Regions from separate parts of the Gossypium hirsutum genome. Here all the other regions are linked to region 1. Evidence: chromatin contacts called from public Hi-C data. All regions are on one chromosome and are shown on one strand. Each heading gives the region's core, a stretch centred on a gene start, on an enhancer-like site or on the middle of the called end of the contact. The rest is flanking DNA. Distances are from core to core; before and after follow the strand shown. Region 1 holds the start of LOC121211301 (ammonium transporter 2 member 3). Region 2 holds the start of LOC121211363. Region 3 holds the start of LOC121211306 (3-dehydroquinate synthase, chloroplastic).

Region 1 (4,178 bases), core at 923-3,422:
ATCTGGCCTTCTCCAACACCTGAAATGTGGATGATTCTGTTTTCCACAATACTTACATGAAGAATACTTGTTAAAATTTCCAATACCATTACCTTTTTGTAGCAGTTTCTGAACCATTACTACCACCACTCTTCTTCCCATTCGACTTTTTTGCCTCATTAGCATCCTTTGCTCTTGTGCTTGTAAAGACTGATCAACTCCACTACTCTTAATTGAGTCAAGTCCTTTTGGTGTTTTCTAAAGAGGCAATAGTTGATTTATACTTCTCAGGTACAGAGACTAATACTTTCTGCACCAGTCTAGAATTAGAGAGCTCAGTCCCAAGAACCCTTACCTTGTTAGCAATATCCACCAACTTGTTAAAGTATTCTTTGATTAACTCAAACTCCTTCATCTGTAGCCTCTCAAATTCTTGAATCAAGTTCAACACCTTCATACCCTTGATCCTCTCATCTCCTTGATACTCAGCCTTGAGATAGTCTCATATCTCTTTTGCTTATCCAAAAGCCATAATTCTATTAAATATGGCTGGTGAAACCAAAGCATAAAGGCAAGTTTTTTCCTTAGCCTTCCTACTGGTTCTCTCCTTGTGCATTTTGATCTGGTTCATAGTTGAATTGTTGGGAAGTGGAGTCACTTTAGTCTTCCTCGACAGCTTCCCAATAATCACAAACCTCCTTGTATGCTTGCATTCTCATAGACCATGCTTGATAGTTCTCTCCATCAAACACAAGAGGGGCTAAGATAGATAGATTACTTAATCTTGATCCCATTTTCCTCAATACCTCACAAGTGTATCTCTCAATTTTTCTCTCAAAACTCTCACAGAACTTTTCTCACATGTCCCTTAAGGAAAAGAGCTCTCAATACCACTATTGGTTTAGCAGAGAACTACTAGAAGCAAAGAAAATAAGAATAGAAAGGATGATTGAATTCATTAACCAAGCAACACTTATATACATGTCCCAAGTAATAAACTCAATCAAATTTTAGTTTTTTACTCCTATTAACAAGATAACAACATCTAGCTTCTTACTTCTACTAAAAAGCTAACAAATCTCTCTAAGACTTAATCAAATCTCCCTAAGACTTAATCATAATATAAAATTTTACAACTCTTGTGACACTAACAAATAAGGTGTTATGTAGACAAAGCAGGCAGGCCTAAAGGGCAAGGCTGAGTTGAATACAAAGGGGGCTTATTAGTAACGGCCACACACGTGGCCATGCCTAGAGACAAAGGTATCATCTGTTAGATAAGGCTTGATTGTGCCATTAATCACATCAGCAGCTGTATAAGATATTTAAAACAAGTTGCAGTTATAATACTTCTTATGGAAACCCTCAACATATAGAGATAGACTGTAGGGTAGACCCCCTCTTTTCTTAGAGCATAGGCTATAAGGCTATGCAATATATATTAAGGGTTGAAATTATGGGTAACACTAACATTACCCTCGGACTTTCAATTCCTTCCTATTTTCTAGACATTCTTCATCTAACAACCCATTTTAATCTTATAAACTTTACAACAAACTATTACTCAATCTGATGATACTATTTTTTAAGAAACCTAATGTTCCCCTGTCCCATGTCAGCTTCAGAGATGGGTGCAGCTGCATCCGTCCACCGGGTATTTCTTTTTCTCTTTCTGAAATTTGTTTCTGTTTCTGTTTTATCTTAATTTATAGCCAGAATCAAAGCCCTCAAATGCATAAGGTAAATAAAAAGTATAGCTTAAACTTGTTGTAAAACCAATAGCTAGGAGCCTAGGATATGTTACAATATCATCAGTTGATGGACAAGAGCAAACCTTTGTGGTAGCTCATCTTGCGCTTTAAAAGAGTGGAACCTCGGAGATTTGAAACAGTACTTAAGATATTGGCACGGCTCAATCAGACCAAAACCACTGATGCTTCAACTCTTCTGAGAGATCAAAAACTGCGCCTTGTTTCATGTCTGAGTGAACCAGGCCAATATCACAGTTACTATTCCATGAAATGTTAAAGCATGGAAGAAAGCGTTGGATGGATCCCTAAATAAAACATTAAGGAATGAAACAGAGAAGAGTGAAGCATATTGGGAGGAAAGATGGGTTAAAAAAGAGAGCAAATAAAACAGAGAGAGAGAGAGAGAGAGAGCTGAGGGGGAGTACGAATGTGTGGGTGGGGGGATTTAGGAGAGTGAGAGGGGTGTCTGCAAAGAGCATTTAAAACCCTCTACTACCAAAGCAGAAAAGTTGGCCCATTGCATTTAAATCCATTATTCTCCCTCCCATTGTCCCATCTTATCCATGTTTCTCTCTTTCTTTTTCTTTGACTAATCAGTTCCTAACACATACTATACAACGCTGCAGAAGGACCGTTCTGTCGTCTAGGATGGAAATTAAGGGTTAAAATGACCTGTGTTACCTCTCAAATTAACTCCAGCTAAATATGAACATGTGGATATGGATGTCGTATAGGTAGCGGAAGTTTTGTCCTTTAAGGTGATCACATGGGCGGTGGTTGAAGCAAGAAGGCAGAGGTTGAGAGATATAGCCCATGCCATGACCGTAATACTCTGTGCAACAGCTACCAGCATCATTAATGACGGAATCTCTATCTGGGACGGACAGACAGCAACATTAATAGGCAAGGCAAGGCAATCAGACACACTCTTTTTAGAAACTGGAAACCCTTGTTTCAATCCAGTATGGCTGTATTTGCTTTGCTGCTTGGAGTTGGAGTTGGAGTTGGAGTTGAGGTTAATTACACTAAGTACACGTACCAGAGAAGAGAATTGTACATTTTGTTTTTTCTTTTTTCTTTTTTTAATATTCATTTTACTTTACATGGCAACCAAAGCTAAAATTCCTCTAGCTTCGATACTGTCTGCTTGATTTAGGTGATATTGCTTATATGTAACGTAAAATGTGATGTGTCCAACGGATCGTTGTGTTGTCCGCTGTGGCGGATGCTTTCATTTTGGGTGCATATCAAACAATGTTTTGTTCTGGTTATGTCAACGACCTTTCATTACTATCGGCGAACATGAACGTTTTTTCACCTCTAAATCCAATTAATTATTTCTCAAATGAATATTCATAGCCAGCTAGTCAAGACAACGAAGAATGTTAGTGTATTCATATAATATTATATTGATGGGGGATTATTCCAATGTTTCACGTCAAAGAAAACTCCAAAAATGGTTGCCCTTTATACTCAAAACACCCCCAAGTATGTCCAAAATTTCAAAAAAGAGAAAATTCCCATCTCTCTTTATGAGCTTCGAGGGCTATCAGTCATGGTCTCTCCCTTCAGGTCTTGTTCCTGATGAAGCATCACCTGAATGGCTTAGCAAAGGAGACAATGCATGGGAACTGACAGCAACGTCCTTTGTTGGCCTGCAAAGCGTTCCAGGGCTAGTGATGCTGTATGGGAGCATGGTGAAGAAGAAATGGGCTGTCAACTCAGCTTTCATGGCCCTCTACGCCTTTGCCGCTGCTCTACTTTGCTGGGTTTTATGGGCACATCAGATGTCTTTCGGATACTATAAAAACAGCCCATTGGTTGGAAAGCCCGTTAATTCACTGTCCAACGTATTTCTTCTGGGACCAACGCATGTTCATTCTATGCTGCCAAATGCTGATTATGTATTTTACCAGTTCGCTTTTGCTGCCATCACAGTGATTTTGCTGGCTGGATCATTGCTTGGGAGGATGAACTTCTACGCTTGGATGATATTTGTTCCTTTGTGGTTAACCTTTTCATATAGCGTAGGGGCATTCACCATATGGGGATATGGATTTCTTCAACACAAAATCATTGATTATGCGGGTGGATATGTCATCCATCTTTCTTCTGGGGTGGCTGGTTTTACTGCCGCATATTGGGTAATATTCGTATACCAATTCAGTCCATTAGATATTGGATCCTTTTTTTGCTACATAGAAATTGTCACGTCATCATAAACAAACATGGTGATTGCAGGTGGGACCTAGACATTCGCATGACAGACAGCACTTTCCACCCAACAACATAATTCAGATTTTAGGAGGTGCTGGATTTCTGTGGTTGGGATGGACTGGCTTCAATGGAGGATCTCCACTTTCAGCAGGGCTGGTCACATCTTTAGCCGTAATAAACACACATATCTGCACCGCCACCAGCCTCTTGGTCTGGCTTGCTTTAGACATG
Region 2 (4,378 bases), core at 1,386-3,885, 140 kb before region 1:
GTGGACCGTCGGAGCTCGTATCACACTATCATAACCATCTCGGTATTATGTGCTTTTCAAAATGTTTAAACTATGGCATGTATAGAGTCTTAATCATTTTGAGCATGTCCAAATGATATGGCTAATGTTAGCTATTGAAGTAGTTATTAAAGAATATGTTTTGGAGTTATGTATGTTTAAATGGTAACTAATTCAAAGAAGCAGTTTCTTTGACAGCAGCAGTGACGTGAATGTGAAAAATCACCATAAATAGTAGAAATGGAATTAGAGGGTGAATGATATATAGAATTAAAGCTTATCAAGTCTATTTTTACATGAAAGAAACGGTGTAGGCAAATGAATTTTATATTTTGAGATATTTAAATTTTAGTGAGACAGGGTCAGAATAGTTTTTGAAGTCCCCTGTTCTAACTTTAGAAAATCATTATAAATTGTACAGAAATAATTATAGGTCATAATTTATATGTTTAGATTCCTTAGTGAGTCTATTTTCAAAATAAATTAATTGTAACCTTATATGAATTCTGTACAATTATATATTTGATTTTTAGCGCCAAGAGGTCAGATCTGTCGAGCTGTGAAACAGGGGATACTTTAATGAATAAACTGTACTAATGTGATAAGTCAAAAATTCTGAGAATTTTATGGTAAGTAGGAATATGAGTCTAGTTTCACAGAAAATTTACAGATTTAAATTTTGAGTTTCGTAACTCAAGTTATAATTAAATTAGTGACAGTTGCGCAGGTAGACAGTGTTGTTATGAACAGTGAATTTAATTTTAAAAGCAAATTTTTATGCTCCGAATCGGTAAGTTAAATTGGATGACATCTCGTACTTGATTCCGGAGACGGTCTCGGGTAAGGGGTGTTACAAAACATGATCATAGACTTATCATTGTTAATCTTTTTTCCCGATATACTTGTAAACCTTTTTTAAAATATTAATGATCTCCTCAACATCCTTTTTTTTATTACAAATGAAAATGTGTACGTTATCAACAAAAAAAGGTGATTAATATGTAGCCCATTAATACTAGCCCGAATTTCTTTTAACATATTTTCATTCTAAGCTCGGTTAAGCAATTTAAAAAAGGCTTCCATGTAGAATAAAGAAAGATAGAGAGAGAGGGTCTCCTTGTATGAGGCCTGCTAGAGTTGCATTTTAAGACATATCGAACCAAACGAATACAGCTCATAACTTTTTTTCACCCAAGCCTCCGCGTAACCCATTTTTATCATAACCGCTTCAATGAATTTCCACTCAACCCGATCATATGCTTTGCTCATGTAGAGTTTGATTACAAATACCTTGTTTGGACCATTCTTAGTACTTTGAAGGTAATAGACTAGCTCATGGGAGATCAATATGTTGTCGTAGATCATTCATCAGGGTACAAAGGCTCTCTAATTTTGGCTAATACTCTTCGGAAGAGTATCTTTCAACCTGTTAGCAAGAATTTTAGCAATAATTTTGTCTACCACCCTGCATAGACTAATCGGCCGGAAATAGTCATATCAATAGGATTTTTTATTTTAGGAATAAGAACAATAATCGATCTCATTGAGGCTGTCTACATTTTTATCCCCTCTTAAAATCTCATGGCACAATTTTAAAATATCAACTCCCACCACGTCCTAATGCTCATTGTAGAAATTACCTGACAAACCATCAATGCACGGGGCTTTCCTCAGGTCTATTTGGTTGAAAGCTCTCTTAATTTCCTCATCTTTGAACTCTTCCAGCAACTTCTCATTCATCTTCCCTGAAATGCAATTTTCAATAAAATCAACATTTAGATCATCATTTGTTTGTAAAGTTGACCCAAATAAATTTTGAAAATACTTCCTGGCCGCCGTACATATATCTTTGGTGTTGTTCTTCCAATACCCATGAATATCTTTTAGCCTCTCAATATTATTTTTTTTCCTTCTATTGGAAGCTCTTACATGAAAGAACTGGTGTTCCTAACGCCCTCTTTCAACCAATTTACTCTTGATCTCTGAGCCCAATATTTCTCTTCTTTGTCCATCAAATTCCCAAGCTTTTTCCTCATGGATTTGAGCCTGTTACCATTATAAAGCCTTCTAAGATTATCAATGACACTATTTATCTTGGATTTAAGCTTACCAATCTGGCTGCTCATCTCTTTGTATTTCTTATACTGCCAAACTTTAAGGTCCTGACCCACCTTTTCTATTCTATCCATAATATCTTTTGTGTCATCATACCAAACATTTTTAATAATATTTTTAGCTTCATTTTCTTTCGCCCAGTAAGAATCATACCTAAACATAACCCTAGGATCTCTCAGCCCAACTTTCAGCTTACGGCCTTCGGCATCCAGCAAATTAATGTCATGGTCTGAATTCGACTGACGAATCACCTTAGTCTCAATGAAAGGGAATTTGGTAACTTCATTGGCCAAAATCATGAAGCGGTCGAGTCTTTCTTTAACAATAGTCATGCATTCCCTATTATTGACCCAAGTGAACCACCCATTGTTAGTCTTCAAATCAACCAAAGATAACTCATCCACAATCTCATCAAAGTCAACCATCAAGGCTTTCGGCTTCCTCCTGCCACCTTCCTTTTTTGAGTTGTTAAGGATTGCATTAAAATCCCCCCTATAATCCATATTTCCTTCACATGCCTCCCCACCCTCTTCAACAATTCCCAGGAACTTTTTCTATTATTTGGATCAGCATTCCCATAAAAACCAGTGAACCTAATGGCGTTGTCATTGTCAAAGTGGATCAGGGAGTCAATACGGTTCCTAGAGTAGTTCGTGATTTCAACTCTTATGCCTTATTTCCAAAGCATCATTAAACCCCCGCTTTTGCTAACCGCATTAACTGCTACAGCTATGAAACAACTTATTAGAATGAACTTTAGTTTCGTATAAAAAGATAACATCTGGATTGTTAGCAACAAGGAGTTGCTTCAACTCGCGAACTGTCGCAGAGTTCCCAATCCCATAATAGTTCCAACCAAGGATTTTTATTGACGGGGTTGATCCCCAGCCGCCGCCTTACACGGTGAGATATTATCCAATAACTTTTGCCTCACTATTTTGGATGGGCTTTCCTCCGTAAGGTCTCCATTCAAGCTTCTTTGCCTTTTTCTTTTACTTTTGAATCAACCCAGCCATCACTCACTGACTTATGAGCTTTTTTATCCATGGGTGAGTTGGATGTCAAGTCCTAATCTCTCATTTTTCTTTTGCCTTTTTGCAATATTTTCTCACTTTCATCCTTTGTGTCCATCTTGCTTTCATCATTTGCCTCATTTGGAAATCCATTAGTTGCCACTATCTCGATCCCATTTCTCCATATGCTTCTGTCTTGGTTTTGAGCCACTGTATTTACTTTTAGCTAAATCCCATATTGTAAGTTCAAGTTGTTAGAATCGATGGTTTCCTCTTTGTTTGGACATTTTCCTGTTGTATGTCCGATGAGTCCGCACACATAACAGAATGCCAATAATTGTTCATATTTTAGAGCACAGATAACTTCAACCCCATCTATTCCCACCCACCTCACAACTCTTCGCAGTGGACATAACACATTGATTTTTATTTTTAACCTCAAGAATTCGGTCTAACCCCCGTTCCTATCTTTCCAGTCGATCGCCACTAGTTCTCCTATAACATTTTTGATATCTAGAGCAGTTTGGCGATTCATATATTTCGAATGAATATTGTAAATACGCAGCTAAAAAGGAGAAAGGTTAAAAGCATAAGTATTAATTTTTTTTACCCTTTATGAATGGCATCATGGCGAAAAGGCAGTTATCAAACAGACATGGCATAAGGTTGAGGATTCTGTTTCTATTTTCCAGGCATCCAAATTTGGCTAGTGTTGCTCCTTCATTAAGGGCTACAAAATGTACAGCTTATTTAGTAAACCATAACGATCTTAGAACCCTGCACATCGCCTCTCTATTAGGTTTTTCTATCGCCATTATTTTGCCCACCGCCCATGCTTCAAAACCTTGAAGATTGTTTTCGGTGTTGGTGCTTATAACTCTAGTCGACTCTTCTTTCGAGAATTTCAATCTTTCTAACATTACGTTGATTTCTTCATCCATTTTGATCTTTGACTCCACAAAGATTCCCTTTCCCCGGGTGCACCAAAAAGGATGAAGCCAATGATTCCATCCTTTAGAAGAGAGTAGACTCCTAGGAACACAAAAAATAATTCAAGAAAGCTCTGTACAACAACAAACAAATAAAACCCAGCTGCGAAACACGAGAAACAAATAGAAATCCAAATACCAATAAACACAAACCCCACTCACCAAGATAAACTCCAGAAAACCCCACGCCCAGGCAGGGCACAAAAACAAAAAAGAAAAAGAAAAAAATAAAATAAAACCACC
Region 3 (4,385 bases), core at 135-2,634, 150 kb after region 1:
CATTTCATTCAATGAGTTTCATATACCTTGCCATCAGTTTCTCCATATTCTTTTCCTGCCACTCAAAAAACTCGGCATCTCTGATGAGCCCATACTTTATAACCTCTGCCAGACCTGAAGCCAGTTCCCTATTTGGCAGTGTGTTCAATGTGTCAGTGTCTATGAGCACACATTGAGGTTGGTAGAAAGCACCAATCAAGTTCTTCCCAAGAGGATGGTTTATGCCAGTTTTACCCCCAACAGAAGAATCCACCTGCTTATTAGAACAAAGTTAAAAACATGAAATGTTTGCACACAATGTGATGATCAATACATAAATGAGCCATCAGTGCGAAATGACCTGCGCCATAACAGTAGTAGGAATCTGGATAAAATTAACACCGCGAAGAAAAGCAGCAGCAGCAAAACCACACATGTCACCAATCACACCACCGCCAAGAGCAACAAATGTACATCTCCGGTCCAATCGGGACTCGATGGCCTTGTCAAAAACTTTCATGAGAGTCTCCTATAAGCACAACCACTACAATTACTACTTCCATCAAGTTCAATAGCAACAATGCTTCAAATCAAAGAAACAAAAAAACAGAGAGGAAAAGTGGAAAACCCACCATGTTTTTGTACTTCTCACCATCAGGTAGTATCACATTTTCAACAGAAACATTCGGGTTTCCCTTTGTTAACGCATCAACGACTTTATCCAAATACAAAGGAGCAATTGTAGTGTTAGTTACCACAAGAACTTTCTTCCCATGAACATGCCTATCGAAACGACAACTCGTTAACACTAAATACGACGAACAACGTAAAGCATTCTCTTGGCAGAAAAAAAAAAGAAAAAAAAGCTAGAAGTTATCGAAGCAAATGAATGAAATTAACCAACTTTTGAAGAAGCTCATGCTGATCAAGCAACCCGGAGCCGATGTAGATCGGATAACTCCGATTACCCAAATCCACCTCAACAATAGTGGGGACCGAAGAGCTCCTTTCACCAACTGACTGATCCATCACCGGAGTTGCATTGGCGCAATTCCTGCGACTGAGTCCAATGGGTCTGGAGAGAAAAAGTCGTCCGGGATTCAACTCAGCGGAAGTGGAAGCGCGAAGAGAAACATTGACGGGCTTATTAAGCTTGGGGATGAAGTCAGAGGACAATTTGGAGTTGGGGTTGGAAGAGAGAGAAAGAGAGATAGCGTTAGTGGCGCAGGCCATAGATGAGAAAGGGGGGGGGGTTGTCTGGTTTATTGTTTGTTAGTTAGGGGAAGGATTGGGGAGAAACATTGGTTTGAAGGAGGAAAAGGAGTGGGTAGGTGAGACGCGAAGCTGTTGGTGGACGACGACACGATTCACGGTTGGTGGCAATACCACATATACGGCTGTGATTTACGGAATTCGAATTTTTATATTTTTTAATTTTTTAAGAATTTATTTATAAAAAAGGATAAATATCAAATTTATACGAGAGCTTTGATTTAATATGCAATTTGATACATAAATTTTAATTTGATGTAATTATATACATGAAAATTAAATAGTTGTTTGCATGTATATATAAAACTTTAGTTTTAATTCAATTCTACACGTACTTAAAGAAATGAATACCTACATTTATTTCTATATCGAATTAATATAATTATTTGTGTATGTAATATATCAACGTAAAATTATGCTAATTTGATAATATTATTAGTGATTTGTGAAAATTAGATCCAACAAAATTTCATATTTAAAACCGTACAAAATTAAAGTTCATATATGACATTATACATTTAATCAAAGTTTATAGATAGTTTTGATATTTATCCCTATAAAAATATCATTTATATAATTTAATTTTCAATAATCTTCTATTTTTTTTATATTTACTAGTTCTTTTTTATATAAGTATGCATTTATATATTTATTATTTAATGAAATATTTTTATTTCATATAATTACCATATGTAATCATTATTAAAATGATTAAAATATATATTATTCAAAAAAATAAAAGAATTTCAAATCATAATTAACTAATTGTAGAATACTGAAAATGTTTAAAAGATTGACATATTGTAAATATATACTTTTTATTCTTCAATCTTTAATTTTTGATAAAATTGATCTAAATAAAGCATGTATTTAATAATATTATTATTTTCAAACATGAAATAAATTATTCGTGTGTGTTTTTCTTGTAGTAACATCTCTTTATATATTGCATTGATTGTGTATCAATTCCTTGTATTTTTCTTATTTGATAATAGAGTTAATCTCGATTTAAATAAAAAAATTAAAATAATAAGATATTACTTATTGATTAAATTGAATGCTTTAAGTTATAATGAAAATGAATTATTTTCAACACATATTTTGAGTTTAAATAAAAGTAAAAGAACAAATTTGTCTTAAAATTTTATTTAAATATATTAAATATTAAATTCCCAAGATAAAGGATTTTGAGAATTGATATTACAATTTGACTTAATTTGAATGTGCATACTGATAATAAATGAAAATAATTATGATTTAATATATTAAATTTATTGAATTTAACTATTAATTTTTAAATTTAATGCTAAAACATTAATTTCATTTTTTTAGTTTTAATATTAAATATTATTTTTAACATTTTATATTTTAATTCTTTTGTTAAAAATCAACTTATCTAAAGGATGATATTATCATAATATATTTTTAATTTTTATAATAATTTATTTTTATAAGTGAAATAATTTTTGAGATTAAATTATTTAAATGTATTATAAAAAATAATATGAAATAAATTAAAGACAAAATAAAAAAATTCAACTTCCTAAACATAATTAAAATAAAAAAAAAAAAAAAAAATATAAAAATAAAATAATTAAAATAAAATAATAATTTATATTTATATTTATTTTCTATTTTTTTTTTGCTTTTAATTATCTTTCTTGTTAAACTTCTTATGCAATTAATTACTTTAAGTCACAAATTACTTAAACAATTATAAAATAATAATAATAATTTTTTGTTTATAATAATAATAATAATTTGTTGTTGTAAATTAGAGATTTTTATCAAATAATAATCATGAAGTAATAGCAATGAGAAAAAAATAGCATAAAGTAAAATTAAATTTAAAATTAATAAACACATATAATTATAAAGAGATAAATCTCAAAATTGTATATGAACTTAGGTTTAATGTGTAATTTTATACATGAATTTTGATTTGATCCAATTCTCACAAATTATTAACACAATTATTGATATATCATTATTTTATGTTTATATATTGCATAACAAATAATTATTTTTAACCAATATAAAAATAAATTGATGTATTTATTTTTTTTAAAAAATTTCATATATATATACATTTGAACCATGATAAAAGTTTCATGCGTATAATTGCACCAAATTAAAGTTCATGTATCAGACTACAAATTTAATCAAAATTCATGTATAATTTTGAGATTTATCCCAATTATAAAAGTAAACTTTCACATTAGACAATGGAATAATAGGGGAAAATGAATAAGAGTGAGTTTAAAATAAATTTAGTATAATATGTACAATAAACTAAATAAAGCTGTGATGAATTAATCTTATAGTTTTACGTTATTTTATATTAAAATGATCTTTCATCTCTCTTTGGTGACATTATCATTTTCATATGACTTAGAATTTTTTCTTTGAAAAACCATTCCTTTAATATCCCATTTTTTAATATACTTCAAACTTACCAATGTTAATAAGCTCCATTTTTTTTATATTATTTAGATACTATTTATTTAAAAAAGCTCAAGTGATAAATGCTACACATAATTTTAAAGTATAAAATTGTTAGATTAATTAAATGAAATTAATTTAAAATAATATATATTATTAATACTTAATTAACATACTCAATTATGTAGTTCAAATAAATTAAAACCCTAAAATACAAAAGACTTATATATTATTGATATAATTTTATCTATTTATTCTTAATACATGGAATTAAACTTCAAATCAATTATATAATTTAAATGGATAAAAATTTTATTATTTAAAAAAATATTTTTTTAATGTCAATTTAATAACATAATCAACAATAAAAAGTACTCTTGTTGATTCAAATGTTTTCAAACTCATGCGTTTACATATATTATATATATTATGGGGAGGAATCCACTTACATTGGTAACTTTTTATACGATTAATATTTTAACGATCCAACCGTTAAATTTATCAATATATTTGTATTTGTCATGTATGTAAAATTTTAGACCGATCCGATATCTTTACCATATCAATCTCAAATATTGTCTAGATTAATATATATATATATATAGATTTAATGATTGGAAGTTCTTTACATAAAACGAATAGTTAGAAATTTTTAATTTATGTCAAACTTGACATGCATGATTTACATGAAT

What was found. A called contact is a pair of places that touch in the nucleus more often than the background predicts.
Region 2: a contact with region 1 is called in a Hi-C map of leaf, with 1.9 times the contacts expected there. The contact joins the promoter of LOC121211363 here to the promoter of LOC121211301 in region 1. A contact is called at or near these places in 2 of 34 Hi-C or Micro-C datasets (both in leaf).
Region 3: a contact with region 1 is called in a Hi-C map of leaf, with 1.9 times the contacts expected there. The contact joins the promoter of LOC121211306 here to the promoter of LOC121211301 in region 1. A contact is called at or near these places in 3 of 34 Hi-C or Micro-C datasets (anther, leaf and petal).

Annotation. Positions count from the first base shown.
Region 1 is chrA12:13,596,396-13,600,573 of Gossypium_hirsutum_v2.1, forward strand. LOC121211301 (ammonium transporter 2 member 3) reads left to right here and starts at 2,173. Exons shown (of 3, transcript XM_041083974.1): 1 at 2,173-3,874; 2 at 3,972-4,178. The coding sequence starts at 3,113.
Region 2 is chrA12:13,457,454-13,461,831 of Gossypium_hirsutum_v2.1, forward strand. LOC121211363 reads right to left here and starts at 2,636. Exons shown (of 2, transcript XM_041084118.1): 1 at 1,958-2,636; 2 at 1,636-1,763. The coding sequence starts at 2,636. The coding sequence ends at 1,636.
Region 3 is chrA12:13,748,790-13,753,174 of Gossypium_hirsutum_v2.1, forward strand. LOC121211306 (3-dehydroquinate synthase, chloroplastic) reads right to left here and starts at 1,385. Exons shown (of 8, transcript XM_041083984.1): 1 at 884-1,385; 2 at 612-762; 3 at 341-508; 4 at 27-253. The coding sequence starts at 1,212.